2 separate regions of the Ctenopharyngodon idella genome follow, and region 1 is linked to region 2. A link is a contact called in public Hi-C data. All regions are on one chromosome and are shown on one strand. The core of a region is the stretch at or near the end of the contact, and the rest is flanking DNA. Distances in the headings are between cores, read along the strand shown.

Evidence for each region. A called contact is a pair of places that touch in the nucleus more often than the background predicts.
Region 1: a Hi-C map of muscle shows a contact between it and region 2, with 4 times the contacts expected there. The contact joins the promoter of LOC127517196 here to the promoter of pierce1 in region 2. A contact is called at or near these places in 2 of 2 Hi-C or Micro-C datasets (both in muscle).

The regions. Positions count from the first base shown.
Region 1 is chr8:28,336,296-28,340,361 of HZGC01, forward strand. It overlaps LOC127517196 (protein unc-45 homolog B), which reads left to right and starts at 2,095. Exons shown (of 41, transcript XM_051902494.1): 1 at 2,095-2,240; 2 at 3,239-3,409. The coding sequence starts at 3,239.
Region 2 is chr8:28,156,662-28,160,743 of HZGC01, forward strand. pierce1 (piercer of microtubule wall 1) reads left to right here and starts at 2,574. Exons shown (of 6, transcript XM_051904267.1): 1 at 2,574-2,776; 2 at 3,334-3,423; 3 at 3,819-3,877.

The DNA.
Region 1 (4,066 bases), core at 845-3,344, 180 kb after region 2:
CTGCTCTCGAGACTCTCGTTTCTGCTCGCACAGCACTCTGCCCTGCTCTGCTTCATACTACAGTAACGTTAAAATCTCATCCATGAACATGATTTCTGCCCGAGTCCCGTCCCGATTCTTTTCCACCGGCTGTAGACGAGAAGACAACAACTCCCATGATTCCGCGAAATCAAGGCGTCATCAAGCTACGCCTTTGTTTTGAACAAGCGACCTCTAGTGGTGAAAATTTACACACTGTGCCTTTAAAGGATTAGTTCACCCAAAAATGAAAATTCTGTCATTAATTACTCACCGTCGTGACGTTCCAAACCCGTAAGACATTCGTTCATCTTCAGAACACAAATTAAGATATTTTTGATAAAATCCGATGGCTCAGTGAGGCCTGCATTGACAGCAAGATAATTAACACTTTCAAACGCCCAGAAAGCTACTAAAGACATATTTAAAACAGTTAATTTGACTACAGTGGTTCAACCTTAATATTATAAAGCAACGAGAATACTTTTTGTGTGCCAAAAAAACAAAATAACGACTTTATTCAACAATATAGTGATGGGCGATCTCAAAACACTTCTTCATGAAGCTTCAAAGCTTCACAAATCTTTTGTTTCGAATCAGTGGTTCGGAGCATGAATCAAACTGCCAAAGTCACGCCCCCCAGTGGTGAACTTGAGGGCGACACGTTGACATCGCTACTGAAGAACTGTGTTTCAATAAATTCTTCTCCACACAAGATCTCTGGTCAAGCTTATGCATTAGAGAAATATATTGGCAAGCCACCCAAATAACTGCTCAGCCAAATACAGGAAAATCTAACAATGAGTAAAATAGACACTCATTTTATTTCAGCAAATATGTATACATTTTGTTCCTGTTAAATTGTGTTGTAAAATGTACAATGTACTCTATCATTCAGAAGTTTGAAGTTGTTAATGTTTTTGAAAGAAGTCTCCTATGCTCACTAAGGCTGCATTTATGCAGGTAAAACAGTTATATTGTTAAATATTATTACAATTTAAAACAACTGTTTTGTATTTTAATATATTTCATGGCAAAGCTGAATCTTCAGCATAATTACTCCAGTCTTCAGGGTCACATGATCCTTCAGAAATCAATCTAATATGTTGATTTGCTGCTCAAGAAACATTTCTTATTATTATCAATGTTGAAAACAGTTGTACTGCTTAATATTCTTGTTCAAAAGAACAGCATTTATTTAAAATAGAAATCTTTTGTAACATTATAAATGCCTTTACTGTCATTTTTGATCAATTTAACATGTCCTTTCTGAAGAAAAGTATACATTTATTTTAAAAAAAAAATCTTACCCCAAACAGTAGTGTATAAATTGACATATTGCAACCCTGTTCACTTAGATGTCAGCTTTTTATGAACATTATACATAATGACAACAGGGCATTTATAGTGATTTTATGCATTTATCAATAACTGTGAATATGAACAACAGAATTTTATTTAAAATGGCAAAACAAACACACACACACACACTTTTGGCCACTACTGTATATATATATTAAACAAAACCTACAATTTTGGTTAAGAAGCTGTGAGTCAGCACATTCAGTATTACTCAGGATATGTCCTGACCCTATAAATAGATCCCACAATAGGGTCCCTCACCAACACCACCATAAGGTTGCAGGATGTTTTGTTATGAACCTAATACCTTCCCCCAGTTCTTTCTACTATCATGGAGAGTTCTTCCATTCTAGAAAGTACCAGTCAGACCTCCAGCACACCAGCTGTTGGGAGACACCACCTCCCTCCCCCTCCCATCAGGCCGCTCTGGACATTTGCTGCTGATTTCTCAGCTGTCATACCTGCTCCCTAAATAGACCATATCAGAGACAGGCCATTTCACTGATATAAGAGGTGACCTCACATCTTCAAATTAAAATGAATCCGCCATAACAAGAATAAATGAACAGCATGATGTGGAATAGTGAAAAACCATGAAAGATGTAATCTCAGGTTGTGACTGATAAGATGCAAAATGCATTTGTAACAACAGGAGGGGTGGATGAAGACCGTGCCACCCCTCACATTGAAATGGATCCATCCGTTATCTTGGTATGTGCCCCCCATGTGTAAGATATATATATATATATAAGTGACTCTTGGGGGGCTGTTACAACTGATAAACCCAAACGACAAGAAACTACACTGTGACACAGAACAGACTTTCCTCTTACGACGAAGCACAATTGACTTCAGTGACGGTACGTAACTATAATCACATGCATGATTGCTTGTTTTTGGATGCATAATCTGTAGTCATAGGAGACAGAATATGTCTAATTTATAGAAAACAGAATTTGCCATTCACTGCGTTCAGTATTGTGGAGGTAGGATCTCTTATGAGGCCACACTGTTGCCCAAATAAGGCTTGAGGGTCAGACATTTAAAGTCAGATAACATGTGTTTGACCATTTGCTTGAGAAAATTGGCAACTAAATGGTAAGTTTGAACATGTTTTGATGGAAATTTAAATGGTACAAGGAATGTGTTTGAATTAAAGGTTTGTAATTAAAGCAAGACTCAATTTTGAGATTTTGGGCTGTTTGGCTTTTCAGACTAATGGAAAGAAAACTTCCAAAATACACTTTTAAATGTTTATTTTATTGCACTTTATCTATATGTCTGTAGAATTTAATTACAATACATATCTTTAAAGGATGTTTTCTCAAAAAATGTTTTTTGTCATGCACTGAACCAGAAATCTCCTCTTCAGCTGCACTTATACACCAAAACTTTACAGTTTTACTCCTGTCTGTGTTCTGAAGGTTTTAACAGAGGGGTTTGTTCATATATCATTTGCCTGATTTTGTACAATGCTTATTCCTAAAAACATGGTGACATTTTTTTCTGGCTAGTGACAGTATTTTCTTTGGATTTTCACTGTTAAAACTTCTGACTCTATGTCAACAAGAATTCTGAACCTGGAATTTTATGAAAATTAGTGCATATGTAATTAGATAATGGCTCATTTGCATATTTAAACATAACATTTTAGAAAACTTGTAATATAAAAATGTTTGCGATTCCTAATGTAATCAATCAACTGTGGAAGTGTGATGATATATATCTCTCTTTTTAATGTGTGTAAGCATATTGTCTGAAAGTTCAAACAAATGAATTTTACATGTAACACTTGCATGAATTTGACTGTATACAGAAAAGAGTTGCATGTGAACAAAATGTAACCATTCTCTGTTAGATGGGAGAAATTGAAGATCCAGTCCAGTTAAAGGATGAGGGTAACAAGCACTTCCAGGCTGGAGAAATCGACAAAGCCATTGAGTGCTACACTAAAGCCATAAAAGCCTGCAAAGACAAGAAAGCGCTCGCGGTCATCTACAGGAACAGATCAGCCTGTTTCCTGAAAAAGGTAAGAGTCTACTGCTTCACGTAGGCCTACTATAGGAAATTTGACAATTCCCACTTCTTAAAGGAACACTCCACTTTTTTTGAAAATAACGGTAAAACTCAACTGTTTAACTCTAGGGGAGTTGGAAAATGAGCCTATTTGTGTTTGGAGTGTTCCTTTAAGTCGTGATTATGAGCTTATTGCATTCAAGTTTCATCATGAGAGGGCGTTCACGTGCAATTTTTTACCTAGGAAACTCGTATTCACGATAATTCCGAGAGCACGTGAAGGCAGGATACATCCTGTACAGTGTACACATTATGGGAAGTTCGTTTTTATGAGTTGGGAAGTCGTGTGTACGAAAGGTGCGTTCACGCCAAGTCACTTCTGTTGAAGCAAGATGGCGGTGTACGGTCCTCTTAATTAACTACCAAAGTACCTTTAAGACAAGTAATTTCACTCAGCGGCCATCTTTGAAACGCCTTTCGGGCATCCAAGCGCAGCTCCTATCTTTGTGAATAGGGAAACTTCAAATTCTCCAAAACTGTTTACTAAGCTTACGATTACATTTAATTTTTAAAAACACCAATTAAATCTGACAACAATCGCATCATGTAGCTTGTTTCTTATGTTCAAATTGCGTTTTAAAAAGCTTGTTTTTCATGCAAGACCAGCTAA
Region 2 (4,082 bases), core at 1,324-3,823:
GCATCTTCGACCCAAAGATATCCTCTGAATTTGGAAAGCATGCTTTTTCTTTTTATGCCCCTAGGGCTTGGAACGACTTACAAAATGTACTGAAACTAGAGTTTTTGCCTTCTTTGAGTACTTTTAAATGTATTTTGTATTCTGCTTTTAAAGAGTCTTGTAAGTGCTTCTCTTGACCTTTGGCCTATTTGATTTGTTGGATTGTTTTGTTTTTTGTCATTTGTATGGAACTATGTGCGCTGCCGTTTTGACCAGGTCTCCCTGGAAGAAGAGATTATGATATCTCAATGGGATCTCCCTGGATAAATAAAGGATAAAAAAAAAAAAAAAAAAATTGAAAAACCCATAGGAAAATCTTGAAAACTGAAGTTTTTTCTCAGTTTGAAGAACATTTTAAAAATCTATAGAACATTTTTCTAAGAACCTTTTGTGCGATGGAAGTTTCCATGGATTCCAAGGTTCTTTAACCATCAATGCCAATAAAAAACCTTTACTTTTAAGAGTGTGGCATCTGCAAACAAATGCTACAGGAGCTTTTCTCTGAACTAACTTAACTTTTCTGTGTCATGTTGGATGTTTAATCAGCTGGTGGATATAAGAAGTCAGTTCTCCTCAGGTTCACAGGACCTGAACATTTTTCATTAATTTTTGACAGCTACAAATTGTTCAAATTCATTGTGTCATAGTTTTTAACAGTACATCGATTGTTATGTTAAAACAACCTAACAAACTTACTTTGTGAAATGTTTTGCTTTAGTGGTTTGATTTTTTGTTATCTAATGCCTGACATCTATTTTAAGCCTAGATTAAGAGTCCACATATTTGTGTGCCCGCCTAAGTAGTGTGTTAAAAGAGTTTGCATTTCTGAAATAATGTTTGACCATGCCCACGGAAGTGTTTCATAACAGCAATTCTAGAACGACGTGGAATTTACTTTCGATGAAATATAAGGAACATGGCATTGTGTTTGAGGTCTTTAAGTGAAACACTGATTTTCTCCCGCCACTTTGGATCTGGCACCATTTTGTCTTTCTAAAATCTGTCACTCACTGCTGACGCAGATCCTTTTCCTGAGCGGGTGAGATTTTTATTGTTCGGATGAAGCAGGCCCTGCTATCTTCATCCACCAGCGGCTTCCTGTTTCCTCCAACACTGGAAATGCTGCATTTCTCTCCCCCTCCTCATGCTAACCTTCAAGCATAAATTAAAACATGTTGGCCTCTTGTTTTTCCTTTATTTTCAGTAGTTTTCTGTGTTAATATTTAAGTGATATTTTATTAAACAGAGTTATTATGGTCCTGGCTTCTGATTTAGTCATTTTGTTATTTTGTCAGGGACTATATAAAATTAGTTTATTTATGCAAGAAAAAGGCGTTTCCATCACGAGAAACTACCCGTGTTGACTGACGCGTTTCGCTGACATCTCATCCCTGTATGTTGTGTTGCATAAAATAAAGTGATTTACAGCACTATAAAGACTTTATAGACAAAATAAAACGTATACAAACCGTTATTTTACCGAAGAAATGAACCAATTCGGCGGCGTTGAGAACTGCTCTCTCCTGACTAGGATTCAAAAAGCCCGCGCTTTGTGTAACTCTGAAGCTAGGTTGTTGCGTCGGAGGGTGTATTGTTTCAACTGTCAGTGAGATTGACCCAGCTACTAGACCAACGGCTGCGTAACACAAAAAGTAAGGTTATTAACCTGAACCCAACATTTGGGTAGAAAAATAACCCAGCGTTTTTTAGAGTGTAGATAAGTCCTGACATAAAACTGTTGACATACAACAAGGGGAAGTAAAAAAAAAAAAAAACAGCATATGCTGGTTAAGGTAGGTTTTGAAGCTGGTATGCTGGTTTGAGATGGTTTATGCTGGTCAAGTGCTGGTCCAGGACCAGCATGGACCAGCATAGGACCAACATGGAACAGCATAGGACCAGCATAAACCAGCTCAAACCAGCATACCGGCTTCAAAACCTACCTTACCAGCATGTGCTGTTTTTTTCAACAGGGATGTGCATATGTTTTAGCCAAGTAAGATTCTGGAACAACATTCCTGTCCGAAAATGTAGACCTATTCCTACCCCTAAACCTAACCATACCCATAACTTATCCCTAAAATCAGAGGGTGAATAACACTGATGTAGAAACACCCTGGATGTAAACTTGACATTAACTGTATTGTCCTTCAAATCTGATTGGTTTATTGGAATGTTGTTCCAGGGTCAACAAAGATGTTGATCCAGGAATGTGTTGAACTTGGTGAAATCATGTTTACTATGCTTTCGGAGCACAGTTTTCCCCATTTTTTGATATTTCAACAGCCCCAAGCAGAACAAGAAACCTGCTTATGTAAATTAAATAATTAGAAGATGCAGTAATCCTAAAAACAGAGTAATTTGCTTAAGTGTGCACAACTTCCCACTTCAAAAGAATGAAAAAGCCTTCTCAGAGTTCACTGACAGACTCCAGCGGTTCTAGGAGGATGGAGCTTGTTCTTTACAGCAGTTTTATCAGTTCCAAACACACACAGGAATTCCGGTTTGGGGAATGACCATCCTGATTCCTCACTTCCACAGGAAGGTTAAATAAAAAGAACCACTTACACGACAAAGGCATTGCATTTCTCACATGTCTGGACAGAGGTGTAGGCTACAATGACTGCGTTAGTAAAGTTCTGCTTCTGGAGCTCAAACATTCATCTATGGACCTCCTCATATCTCAGATTCACCAGCTGGATCAGCACATATTTGGAAACAGATCCATAATTTTCAGGTAGAGTTTTGAAAAAACAATTTTCCAAAGGATTTTGGGTCACACACGAACAATATGTCATTGCTTTTTGGAGCTGCTTTAAAGTTATTGTTGCTTTTTTAATCCATTACAGTATGCAATATATATAGACGTAAAGTATTGCAGTATGTTTCAGTTGAACATTTCAGGCAACTGGCTTTACTCCTAAAGTTGTGCTAATGCATCAATCTATGTAACTTTACTTCATATTTGTTTGAAATTTTTGAAAAAGTACTATAGATTAATACAAGAATTAGGCTTATAGAGTATTTTAAAGTGTTTTATTCTACTAAAATACATTTTAGATTTTAATCACACGTCAGCTGATCACGTTGTATAAAATTGCGCCCTCTGTTGGCAAATCTTAATATTAAATAGGGCGTTGAAGTGTTAAATTATTTGTTTTGTGCATGTATTTATATCCATATTAGAGTGGAACAATGCTCTGAACAATGTTATTTCTGATAGAGAAGCCTCTAGTCTAACAATACTGCTTTGTTTAAAGTATTACATCATGTTTTTCTACTCCTTCACTGCAGCCATGGATGGATTTAACCTCTCAGAATCTGAGTAAGAGCACTAAAGAGGACCAATGAAGACTAAGATGTTACTTCTGAAGTCTGCAAAAGGTAAAGTCTGCATAATTGTAGCAAATCACGAATATGTTTAAATTCTACATGTTTGAAACCATATAAACAGTTTAATTTGACAATGTCATGCCTTGATGAGAAGAAAGAAGCCCTTTTAACTGCTTCACAGTCCATTATTACTTTTGGTACGCGCTAGGCCAGACTCAAACTCGTACCGTGAGTAATAATGCACCGTGGCAGTGTGTTTGTCAGCGTGGAGAAACTCAAGCCAGGTTTGGAAGCAAATGAATAAAGAGGAAATTTTTTAATATGAATGTTTGCATAAATGAACACTTTACACTTGCATAAAAACTCAACCATGCCCATATCTACTTCTCTTTGGCATTATGAGACTGAACTTGATGATGGACACACTGTATTGTTTTAACTTTTAGGCATGAAGTGAAGTAAATCGGATGAGACTCTGGATGACAACTTAAAATGTTCATAAAGGGTATGTATGCAGCATTAAACTTTTGTAGCATTAATATTCAGCAGTTCATTAAGCAGCAGAAACATCTGAGCATCAATAGTATGTTTATTGTTATTTTCTATGTAAAAAAAAAAAACTACTAATCTATTAAATGTAAATGTGTTGAAGGGTGATTTAGAAGTGGCTGCATGATCAAATAACTAATTAATTTGGTAAAAAAAAAAAA